Regions from separate parts of the Capra hircus genome. Here region 2 is linked to region 1. A link is a contact called in public Hi-C data. All regions are on one chromosome and are shown on one strand. The core of a region is the stretch at or near the end of the contact, and the rest is flanking DNA. Distances in the headings are between cores, read along the strand shown. Region 1 overlaps SPICE1 (spindle and centriole-associated protein 1). Region 2 overlaps SIDT1 (SID1 transmembrane family member 1).

The links. A called contact is a pair of places that touch in the nucleus more often than the background predicts.
Region 2: a contact with region 1 is called in a Hi-C map of blood, with 2.6 times the contacts expected there. The contact joins two enhancer-like sites. A contact is called at or near these places in 2 of 5 Hi-C or Micro-C datasets (both in blood).

The regions. Positions count from the first base shown.
Region 1 is chr1:57,948,608-57,954,300 of ARS1.2, forward strand. It overlaps SPICE1 (spindle and centriole-associated protein 1), which reads right to left. Exons shown (of 18, transcript XM_005674931.2): 5 at 2,386-2,488; 6 at 2,076-2,182. Among named protein-coding and RNA genes, the nearest start is that of SPICE1, 23 kb to the right of the region's middle. Within about 2 kb of position 3,769, at least 1 of the 5 cell types and tissues checked has an H3K27ac peak or open chromatin away from gene starts, as enhancers often do.
Region 2 is chr1:58,092,826-58,098,994 of ARS1.2, forward strand. It overlaps SIDT1 (SID1 transmembrane family member 1), which reads left to right. Exons shown (of 25, transcript XM_018038422.1): 24 at 245-358; 25 at 1,716-5,521. The coding sequence ends at 1,778. Among named protein-coding and RNA genes, the nearest start is that of USF3, 67 kb to the right of the region's middle. Within about 2 kb of position 4,371, at least 2 of the 5 cell types and tissues checked have an H3K27ac peak or open chromatin away from gene starts, as enhancers often do.

The DNA of each region.
Region 1 (5,693 bases), core at 2,519-5,018:
ATTATTTTCTTGGTTTTTCTTCTTCTTTTAGCCATTCCTTCCCAATCTCTTTCACTGGTTCTTTTTCTATCCTTCCCCTCTATTTAATGTCATTCTCCTCTCACTTGATGCATTTTTGATGTTCACATCTAATTCCAAGGTGCAATTACAAGCCAAATGCTGTTAATTTCCAAACCTCTATCTTCACCCAGATGTCTCTTGAGCCCTCAACATTCATCTCCAACTGCCTAAGAGATGTCTAAAGGAGAACATCCTACATATAAATGCCCAGCATGTCCAAAATTTATCATTTTCCTAAGCCTCCCTTAGGAGAAGGCAATGGCAACCCACTCCAGTACTCTTGCCTGGAAAATCCCATGGATGGAGGAGCCTGGTAGGCTGTAGTCCATGGGGTTGCTAAGAGTCAGACACAACTGAGCGACTTCACTTTCACTTTCATGCATTGGAGAAGGAAATGGCAACCCACTCCAGTGTCCTTGCCTGGAGAATCCGGGGATAGGGAGCCTGGTGGGCATCTATGGGGTTGCACAGAGTCAGACACAACTGAAGCAACTTAGCAGCAGCAGCAACAAGCCTCCCTTATCATTCTTCCAGACACCTTGTTCCCGCCATATTATCAAGACCATGAACAGCATAACCATCTACTCAGATTCTCAAGCCAGCAGACTGGAAATTATCCTTCTTCTTTACCCACCACATCCAATCAGTCACCCAGTCTTGTCAGTTCTACCCCTTTTAGAGCTCTCAAATCTATCCCTCTTCCCCTTTACCTCCTTCCCTACTGCCATGCTTTGGGTCAGTCCTCACCACTTCTCACCAAGATTCCAATCTGAGTCTTTTAACAAGACCCTCTCACCAGTCTTGCCCCTCCCTCCCCAATCCATTTTCCACACGACCGTCAATTTCACCGTAACAGTGCTCTTCTTAAAATCCTGTAGCGGCTCTACTCTTGCTCGCAGGTTCACTAGTCCTTCATGACCCAGCTCCTTCCTTTCTCTCTAACCCTGACTCTTGCTACTTCCCCACCTTCATCACATGATCGTCTGAAAGCTACCTTTGTAATAACTGCCAAAACATACATACATATCCCTGGCTTTTGGCTAGGGATATGGCTAATGGGCTTTAGCCATTAAAAGTATATACAACATTCTACTTAATTGCAAGTAGCAAACAGTACATTTATATGATTCTGGACTTTGTAATTCCCTAGGATCATCCGTCTAACTGATGATTCTCTTTTTTTTCATAGAAGATATAAATAACTTCGAAAGTTGCATTAAACAGGTATTGAGTCCTGTGCATGCTTGCTCAGTCACTCAGTCATATCCAACTCTCTGTGACCCTATGGGACTGTAGACTGCCAGGCTCCTCCATCCGTGAGACTTTCCAGGCAAGAATACCGCATTGGGTTGCCATTTCCTCCTTCAGGGGATCTTTCTAATCCAGGGATTGAACCCGTGACTCCTGCACTGGCAGGCGGATTCTTTACCACTGAGCCACCTGGGAAGCCCATGCACATAGACATGCTAAGTCATTCAGTCGTGTCCAACTCTTTGTGACCCCATGGACTATAATCTTATGGCGCCAGACAGCCTAGATTTGAGTGCCATCTCTCATGCTAACTAGCTATGTCAGCTTGGACAAGTCACTCAATTTTTCTGAGTCTGTTTTTCATCTGCTGCTACTGCTGCTGCTAAGTCACTTCAGTTGTGTCCAACTCTGTGCGACCCCACAGACAGCAGCCCACCAGGCTCCTCTGTCCCTGGGATTCTCCAGGCAAGAGTACTAGAGTGGGGTGCCATTGCCTTCTCCGTTTCATCTGCTAAATGGGGATAATAATAGTAACTACCTCCAAGGTAATCATTCAATACAGGTTAGCTACTATTCTCCAGTCCTATTTCGTTTAGTATAAGCATCACTCACCGAAAGGGCAACATGCTTGAGTAAGAATATTTCTAGAAAGCAACCACATCTCAGTATTTCAATATTAAAGCTTTTGAAATGTTTACCACAATACCAATCTACATCAACTTAATTTTAGCATGAGCATTATGGCTGTGAGCAAAGCACATTACCTGAGGCTCTATAACAGATTCGCTACGGATGGCCTGGGTGACAGGGTCCTGACTGACCACAATGGGACTTTGAGAGGACTCCGGAGCCATTGTTACATTCGGAAATCCTGCAGAAGGAAAATGAGCCATGATGATTTTGTTTCGTTTAAACTGACTTCACATGCACTCTACACTGCCATAAGTGAATCATCATATGAAAATCTTTAATAATAGCAACTCACATTTACTGTAACATGATATTCTTTCAAATAGCCGGTGTGAGCTGTGGTTAATAAGATAAAGAAACTTTTGTTTGATGTGAATACTTTACCTGTGCGCCTGCGAGGAAAATCAACAAATAGATCTTTTGTTGTAGCCATCAAATGATCAGATTTTTCCAATACATCCTGCAGCTGGTATTGATCAGAAAGAATCTAGACGTGTTAATGATAAATATTATTATTCAGGAAAAATATATATATAGACATATATACTCAACAAATCACAGAGGAAAAGCCTGTTCAGGAGCATAAAAATCATCTAAAACCCTCAGTGGCAATATTGTTAAGTACCAGTAGATGGGGCTATTACAACAATTTGTTGTTGTTTAGTCTGTAAGTGAAATCGCTCAGTCCTGTCCGACTCTGTGACAGAGGAGCCTGGTGGGTTGCAGGCTGGTGGGCTGCAGATTTCCCAGACAAGAATATTAGAGTGAGTTGCCATTTCCTATTCCAGAGGATCTTCCCCACCCAGGGATCGAACCCACGTCTCCTGCATTGGCAGGCAGATTCTTTACCACTGAGCCACTACAATACCTGGAGAAGGAAATGAGTGGACTTTAAATGCTTGGCTTCAACCCAAAGAAATACATTATTAAAGTATGACCCAGTCCACACACACATGTAAAGGTAAATGTAAATACAGACCAAAATAAAAGTTTTGCTTAACCCGACTCTTTGAGAACCGCTCTTATACTTTCTTTTTATTTTCTATTTTTCAAATGATGGTTGCAACCCACTAACTCCATTTCATAATCCATAAACAAGTTGTGATCCACAGTTGAAAAACTCAGTAAACATATGAATCTTTGAGCCATAAACTCAGATGTGTGAATCTTTGGTGCTTCGACCACTAAAGTGATTTCATAATCCACTAATGGGTCATGACCCACAACTTAAAAAACACAATGTTAGACGTGAGTTGGGGGGCAATAAACAAAAAAGCGATGCTTCTGCATTTTTAAACAAGCTGGTTTGCTTTTTTTTTTGAGACACGCCTTTTTTTTTTTTTTTTTTTTTTTTTTTTAGTTTGTACTGGAGTATAGCCGATTAACAATGTTGTTTCAGGTAGACAGCAAAAGGACTCAGTCACACATATTCATGTATCCATTCTCCTCCAGTTTTCATCCTGGAAAAATGAGAACTCAAAAAATACCATTACAGCAGAGTCTCTGATCATGTACTTTCAACTCAGGAACTTTCCTACTTTCAAGCAAGGATACAGAGTAGAGTAAAAGAAGTGAACTCTACCCACCGCCACCAGATGGCATGCTTGGGTTGAAAGGAGTTTCAAAATTGGAAACTGACCAGTTCCCAACACTGATTCAAATCAAAACATCTGGGAAAAAATGCTCTTACCAGAATTTCTCTGGACCATGAAAACAAGTATATAATATGACCTTGGTTATTGTTTTCTGACATGAAGAAAAATAACAAGTCACATTCTTTTCCCCCTACTTCCCCTGCTAAAGTCAAGCAGGTTGGCTAGCTCAAGGTGGTGAGAATAAAGTCCTGAATCTGTCCTCCCACAAAGAGTAAACTTTGGAATGGCATAAGGCAAAGAGCACATTTGGAGTCAGAAGACTGGCATCCTAGGCCCAGTCAAGAGATACCAAGCAAAATCCAAGCTCTTTAAACTTAGTTTCCTTATATATAAATGAAGTACAACCACTTCCCCAACACACACGGTGTTATAAGGTTGTTGACACACTGCAAATCTGTCTACAACTCTCGGGATATCTGAGAACATGATTACAACTTAAATTTCCATCCCTGGCTAGCCATCTTGCAGTACATGCAATAAGAGTTTAAGAAAGAAAATGCATGGAGCATTATAATCTACCACTTACACTAGAAAAATTACACAAGGTATATTTCTTAATGGCAGTTTTAAAAGTTTACTGTTTTGATTTTTTAAAGAGGCACTGACATCCTATCAAATTAAAGAAATATAAATTGTCAGAAGCAGATTGTTGAGGAATAACTTTACCATACCAAGACCTGATATGCTCAACATTGCTAATTATTAGAGAAAGGCAAATAAAACTACAACAAGGGACCACCTCACACCAGTCAGAATAGCTACCATCAAAAAGTCTACAAATAAGAAATGCTGGAGAGGGTGTGGAGAAAAGGGAACCCTCCTACACTGTTGGTGGGAATGTAAACTGGTGCAGCCACTATGGAGAACAGTATGGAGGTTTCTTAAAACAGGGGTCCCCAGCCTCTGGGATCTAACACACGGTGATCTAAGGTGGAGCCGATGCAATAACAACAGAAATAAAGTGCACAATAAATACAATGTTCTTGAATCATCCCGAAACCATCCCCCCGCCCCTGGTCTGTGGAAAAATGGTCTTCCATGAAACCGGTCCCTGGTGCCAAAATGTTGCGGACTAAAATCTTAAAAAACTAGAAACAGAGCTACCATATCATCCAGCAATCCCACTCCTGGGCATATATCCCGAGTAGACAAAAACTCTTAATTCAGAAAGATACATACATGCACCCCAATGTTCATATACGTGCATAACAATCACTTTGCTGTATACATGGAACCAACACAGCATTATAAATCAACTATATTTCAATTTAAAAAGTTGTTTTAAGACCTGAGGTTAATTATAGTGAGGTCTCCAGTAAATCCACTGTCCTGAAACCCTCTCCCTGCTGGTCCCTGCACAGGCTCCTGGTGGCAGATGGCTTCAGTGGCCAGAGGTCAGTGCAATGGTTTTCTCTTCCTCTTTCTGGATTTCTTTACCACTTCTCTATGATAAAACTCACCCTTATGATAGGAAAATCAATCTCTGCAGGCCCATCTGTATATATTACTTCCCCAGATGGGTTTGTAGCGCACAAAGCCAAACTTATGAGTGGTATTAATAGAACATATTTTGGATTTTCAAAAGATAAAAGTCCCTTAAACAGTATTTGAAACGTCTCATGCTAACAGTTTTGTTCCCTGGTAATAAAAACCAGACAGCACTGGGAAAATTTAAGGGGACTATAAGTTAGTTACTATATTGTTGGGATGATTAAAATCCTTATCAAAGCCTTGCTGTCTCTGATTTGGGTTTGGACCCTTGCTTGCTTGATGCCCACAGCATGGGTGCATCATACAGCAAATGAAATCTAAGATTATGCTGGTCAAAGAGCTTTTCTCTTAATTTAGGTTGATCTAGGAGCCGAGCTTCTTGGGAATGGGTGCTGGTAGCTCTAACACATCATGATGATACCCAGGTGGATATGCCCAAGGAGGCCTCTTCAGTTGATCCCCTGACATCCCTTATTAGACATAATACAGCAACATTGAAATAACAGATGTACGTATTCTTTGACTCAGCAATTCCACTTTCAAGAA
Region 2 (6,169 bases), core at 3,121-5,620, 140 kb after region 1:
TGCCTCATTTTAGCAGATGTTCAGTGGGTGCACATTTGGGCGGTTCCCACTTTGTGGCTTTTATGGACGCTGCTGCCGTGAACATCTGTGGACACATTTTTGTGTGGACATATGTTTTCTTGGAAGCTAACAATAATGTAGTGACCCAGGCATCTAGTAGCAACTGTAGGTTTCTGGATGCTCCGTCCTCTACGGAGTTGAACTGTGGGACTACTCCCCCACATCCTGCCTCACCTCTTCCCAGGGAACGCCAGCCGAGTCCCGGGAGAAGAACCGAGAGTGCATCCTGCTGGATTTCTTTGACGACCATGATGTCTGGCACTTCCTCTCCGCTACTGCCCTGTTTTTCTCATTCTTGGTGAGTTTATAAAACCTTTGCTTCTCTCTTTACATCTTGCATTCTTTTTTTTCTCTTCCCCTCTTACTTACATCCTCCTATTTTTAATTTCCAAGTCTTCATTATGATTCAATGTACAGATTATCTTTTTTTTTTAACATTGTATCCTCTAGTTAAATCTTCATTTTGTTCTTTTACTCTTCAAAACTTTAAGACACAGTGATAAAATAGTTTTCCTTTAGTTGCATAATGCTTGGACTGCACTGATGATTAGAACTCACGTGCCCAGCTCCCCCAGGAAGCGCTTTCGGTGGCACTTGCTACCATCTCAGCCACACTAGGTTGGTTATTCCTTCATGTTTCATACCACATTCCTCCCTCTCCTCCAGTCTCACTACATACCTCAATACAAACACTTTACAAGTTCCTGGAGTGGCTCAGGATAGCAGCCAGACCTCTTGCTGCCTTTCTAACCAGTCTCTCTCAAATCTGCAGTCCCTTCGTTTTTTGCCCACACACCTTCCCTGAAGCTGTGCATATTATAACAACCCAGGATGACAACTCCCAGCATACTTCCATCTTAATTTTGACTTTTCAAAAATAAATGTATATGGTGCCTGCACACAAGTTCTTTTAACAAGTAATAGGGGCCTCCTGGGTTCACTCTGACCCTTTACTTTAGTCTCAGCCAAGGAACCTCAAGAGTGGCGCGGGGCCGCCTCCTAGTGGCCAGTTTGGGAAGTTTAACCAGTCTGCATAAACATTCTTCCTTAAGGCTCTCTTTAATCGTCACATTCTCTGGGGAGACAGAGATAATAAAAGTAGAGCTAAGAGTTCCCTCTACATCACAGAGAGAGTGATGGTGGAGGGAACTATAAATGGAGAGTGGGGGAACAATTCTTATAGCAATACTCTATTGCAACAAAGTTTTATTCCCTTTAGGTCCCCATTCAAATGTCCCCTTCTAAGTGGTAATGATGTCCCCAGCCAACCTCCAAAATTTTTTTTACCTCATCCCATCCCATACTCCCTATATTCCTCCACAGTTTAATTTTTATCCTTAGTACATACTGCTATCTAACATAGTAGCCTCTGTTCATGCATTTGCTTCATGTCTGAAGTCCTCTCTCAAATGTAAGCTCCATCAGGGTAGACCTTTGTCTCTCTTTTATCCTAAGCTGTATCCCTAGCATCTAGAATAGCACTTAGTAGACCCTTGATATATACTTGAATAAATGCATTGCAGAATTACAAGTGTCTATTAAGAGCAGAGTGCTGCAGAAGACATGAAAACAATTAAGTACACTTGTGAGTCTTAGAAAACAGGGACTTATCGCAACTGTGCATTCCTCTCATTTTTCTGCCCGTCTTGTTTCAGGTTTTGTTAACCCTAGATGACGACCTGGATTTAGTTCGGAGAGACCAGATTCCTGTCTTCTAAGCCTTCCAGCATGGAGAGCTGGGGAGAGCGAGCCACTGATCTTGGTGCTGTTTCATGAAAAAATACAGGGACTGAAGCAAAGTCACCACTGCCAAATGCTCCACTCGCCCACTGACGGGTGAGCTCTGTACACATTCCCACAGGGAGGAGAGGAGCTAAGGGGGACCCAAACCTTCAAGAAAGGGAGGCAGAAGAGAAGCTGCAGCTGTGGACAGAGATGAGCCCTCCAGAGTCAGAAAACACCCACCATCCCCTTTTGTTGCAACTCTGAACTAGACGTGGGCAAGCTGCATCAAAGTCAACCACCTTGGGACTCCTGCTACCCTCACCTGAGACTCGCCAGCCATGGCAGAACCATGCCACACTCTGCCCTCCACCTGCTTCCCTGCCCAGAGAGGCCAGCAGCCCAGATTTCCTGCCCAGAAACTCCAGGCTGTGCACCTCTGTAACATCCGCTGCTCTAGATATCCCCAGACAACAGCCTCCTTCTCCGAGGTCCTGGGATGATGTGATTCCCTGAAGTCTGGTAGAGGGGTGGCTCCAAGGCCCTGCCCAACTGGGATAGATGTTCTGCAGCACCAGCTGGTCACCTCCATTGCAGGAATGCTGTGCGCTTCCCTCAGGTTCCTGGAAGCATTAGGAAGACTCCAAGTTGGGCTCCAGGTTGTCACACACCCTGGGCAGGTAACTGTCTCTGGGACCAAGGCGTGGGTGCTTCCCTGTTCCCTGCGTCTCCATCCCACCGTTGTGTGTTGACCCCATGACTCAGGCTCTACCTTCTTGGGAAGGCCCTGTCTCTCCACAGATCAGCTCCAAGGTGGAAGGGGAAATGGGAAATTCTTCCACCATCAGGAGAAACAAGAGGAATGCCCGACAGCACTAGGAGACTGGTAACATCAGCATCAGGCCAACGGGCCTCGCACGAAAGACTTGGGCTCCTGGAACAGATTTAGCAAAGGCAAAAGTACCTCCAGTCCAAATAGCTCCATCCCGTGCCCACATCACCCTCGGGGAAGACATAAGTGTCCTCCTCAGGGTCACAGCTCTCAGGCTGCTGTGCCACCAACCATGGCCCTCCCCTGCGGCTGCATGCAGATCAGGGCTCCAGACTTCCCCCCCGAGGTTCTCTGGAGGCCAGCCTCAGGGTGAGCGCATCTCCCTCCTCCTCTCCAGTTGCAGAGAGCTCAGCCAGCTTGGGGTTGTCTCTCGGATTCACATTCTCTCCCCAGGACAGTGTTGAAAAGCTCAGCAGTCCCCACCCTCACTCTCACGCTGGCGGCTGCTCTGCCCCTAGAAAGTCCCGTTTTGACCAAACTCCCCTGTTACCTGGGCTAGATGCTATCATAACTTGTACATGCAAACACATGTTCAAAGGTATGTCTGCCTGTGAAATCAAAGTTACTTTCTCACCTCTGCTTTCCCAATCTTTCATTAGAGAAATGGATCAGCCACCCTTTTAAAAATATATTATTTCTCTAAAATAATGTTCAAAACACATTTTTGAAGTTTAAATAGCAAACTTTCCCTAATTTTAAGAACAGAGATGCTTTCAATGAAGCATTGTGACCGTTTTTCCTAAAATGCTCCCAAATTTGTAATTGGTCTTCTGTTATTCTTTATTTCTTAAAAATTATTGGCTTCCATAGGCCACATGCGGCTTCCCAGGCGGCGCTAGTGGTAAAGAACCACCTGCCAAAGCAGGAGACATAAGAGACATGGGTTCAATCCCTGGGTCTGGAAGATCCCTTAGAGGAGGGCATGGAAACCCACTCCAGTTTTCTTGCCTGCAAAATCCCATGCACAAAGGAACCTGACATGCTGTAGTCCATGGGGTTGCAAAGAGTTGGACATGACTGAGCGACTGAATTCAACACATAGGCCATATGAAGGCCACCTAGTAAATGGTTCTATCAATCTAACATCTAAAACAAATTTCAAACCCGTTTAACTTTGCTGAGTTGACCTAGTTCTTTTATTTTTAATGCACTAAAGGATTTTGTATCCAAAAAAGATGGGGGCAGGATGTGAACAACAAAGTTTGTTCAAGCACCCCTGTGGCCTGAAGTGAATAAACTAGAGGACACTTAACCTGTTCGGTAGCTTGTCTGGGAAATATGTCCATGGAAATGGAGAGGGGGGCCCTGTAGAAATGGATGGATTATGCTGCTGTATTCTTCAGTATTGTTTTCTGACAGTGTCTGCCGAGTGCTATAAACTCACATATTGTGGTTCAGTTTTGTTCTCTGCAGCAGGACTGAAAACCCAGACCAAGCCTGCTCCTATAAATATCAATTCTAAATGTATTTGTTGTTAGCTCTTTCTATTGTGCTGATTTGTGCAGTGGTAGGAAGATACAAGAAAGGCATTTGACTGTGTCTGTTGGGTTGATAGGAACTCAGGGTGGAGGGGGTGGCCAGAGTTATTCATAGTGGTCCCGCGTCCACGCTTAGCACAGGCCTGTGCAAATTCTGTGCTCATGGACTTCTCTCTTTACATGAGAGGAAGGCAACTCTGAGTTCAACAGGAGGGTAACGGGAGACAGCCAGCCTGCGAGGAGGATCTTGGCAGAGGCACAGGGTAACGAGAGCAGTTCACTTGGAGGGCAGAGACGTGGCAGCCAGAGGAGCAGAACGGCACATAAGAAATGGGCTCTTCACACCTCTGACGAAGGCTGCAGGCAGCCCCAGCTGTTAGCCCTGGGGGGTAGAGGGATCAGCCTGGTTTTATTTTAGCAGCAGGAGCAGCCAGTGGAAAACCAGAGCCTGTCTGGGGAGGGGCTTTCCATGGCTGAGATGGAGTCAGCGCCTGGGGCAATGACAGTGGCGGCTGCTGCTCCTGCGGCTCCAGGCAGCCCCCAGAATGGTCTGTGGGTCACAGATGTATGTGTCAGGGGAACAGTAGCGCCCAAAGGTTTCTCCTCCTAGGAGACTGTCTAAAAACTTGGGGAAAGGGGGAAAACAAAGATAAACATTCTTCATAGAAGGACCTGTTGGGTCTCGGAAAAATTCTTGAGTCAGACTTTAGTCCAGATATGTTCACCTGCTTGCTGTGTGACCTTGTGCAAAGTACTGGAACTTTCTGGTTTTCACCTGCCACGTCTACCTGACACTCCATGGAGCTGAGCAGGAGAAGCAGTGTCTGCAAAGAGAAGATACTCACCTGCACCTCTTGAATCCTTCAGGGTGGCAGGTTCCCGTACTTGGATGGCATCTCTCACCCATGCGGGCCCTTCATTGAAACCAGCTGTGCTGTTATCTGTCCTCAGTCCCAGGACGCCCTGAAGGGGCTGGGAGGCCTCTCCACCTCCAGAGGAACTGTCTAGAGTTAACAAATATCTCCCTCCCCTCCTTCTCCTTTTAAAGCTGCATTTCACTGTCTCCGGCCCTTAAGACTGCAACACAGATGAAAAATCGCTACCAAAGCTACAGCCAAGTGGAAAGTCTGGCTGTGCACAAAGTCACACCTCATTACTGCCAGCTCTGCCCTGGGAATCTCAGAGAAAACCTAGACTTTCTCTTCTCCCCAGCAGTTACTGCTCCCACGGTTCAGGGGATGCCCTATGCAAACGTTTCCCCTGACCCTCCCCACCCTTATCTGTAGAGAAAGCCGGGATGTTCAGCCTGCAGGTGACGAAACTGGTCCCAGAGGAGGCCTGGGAGCGTCTCCTGGTGAAACTATAGAAGATCATTATGAGTAAAGTTAGAACCGGCATCTGCCCGAAGTAAAGTAAAGCCCTCGTTTACATAATTTTGTCCAGCTTTTTTTTTTTTTTTTTTTTGGGCTTTGCTTTTAATGCTCTTTGGTGGTGTTGCGGAACCAAGTCCATTTTACCTGACGTACAGCAACCAAAACGCCGAGACGCTGAGGCTCGCAGCAAAGACAGGTTTTATCCACATGGCAGCCCTGCAAGTAGACGGCAGAACGAACCTCAGACCCTCCTCCGCTAAGGCACGGGGGGGGGGGGGGGGGGGGTAGGGGGTGGGTGTGTATCTGGGATGAGGGATAAAGAAGCCCGATGCACGCTGGGCTGGGGGCGCAAGCGTGGCGAGGCGGGAATAGGTGATGGGGGAAACCTGTGTCGACATCTTTCCTGCAGGCGTAACTAGGCTACGGGCCGCTGCACATTCCAAAGGGCGCATGCCCAGTTGGAGGGTCAGGGGTCCCACCTAGTTTCAGCCAGTTCAGCTGAGCTAGATGCCTCTGACTCCAGGTTCCTGGAAAACATCTCAGGCAAACAGGTTACTTACTGTCTGGGCCACATGCAGCTTGGAGGACGTGGGAGTCTTAAAACAACCTTGATTAGGGAATGCAGGGGAAATGGATTTGACTAATTACCAACAGTTTCAGTGGGAACAAGATATATTTGTGTGGCTAAGTTCAAATGTCTCCTC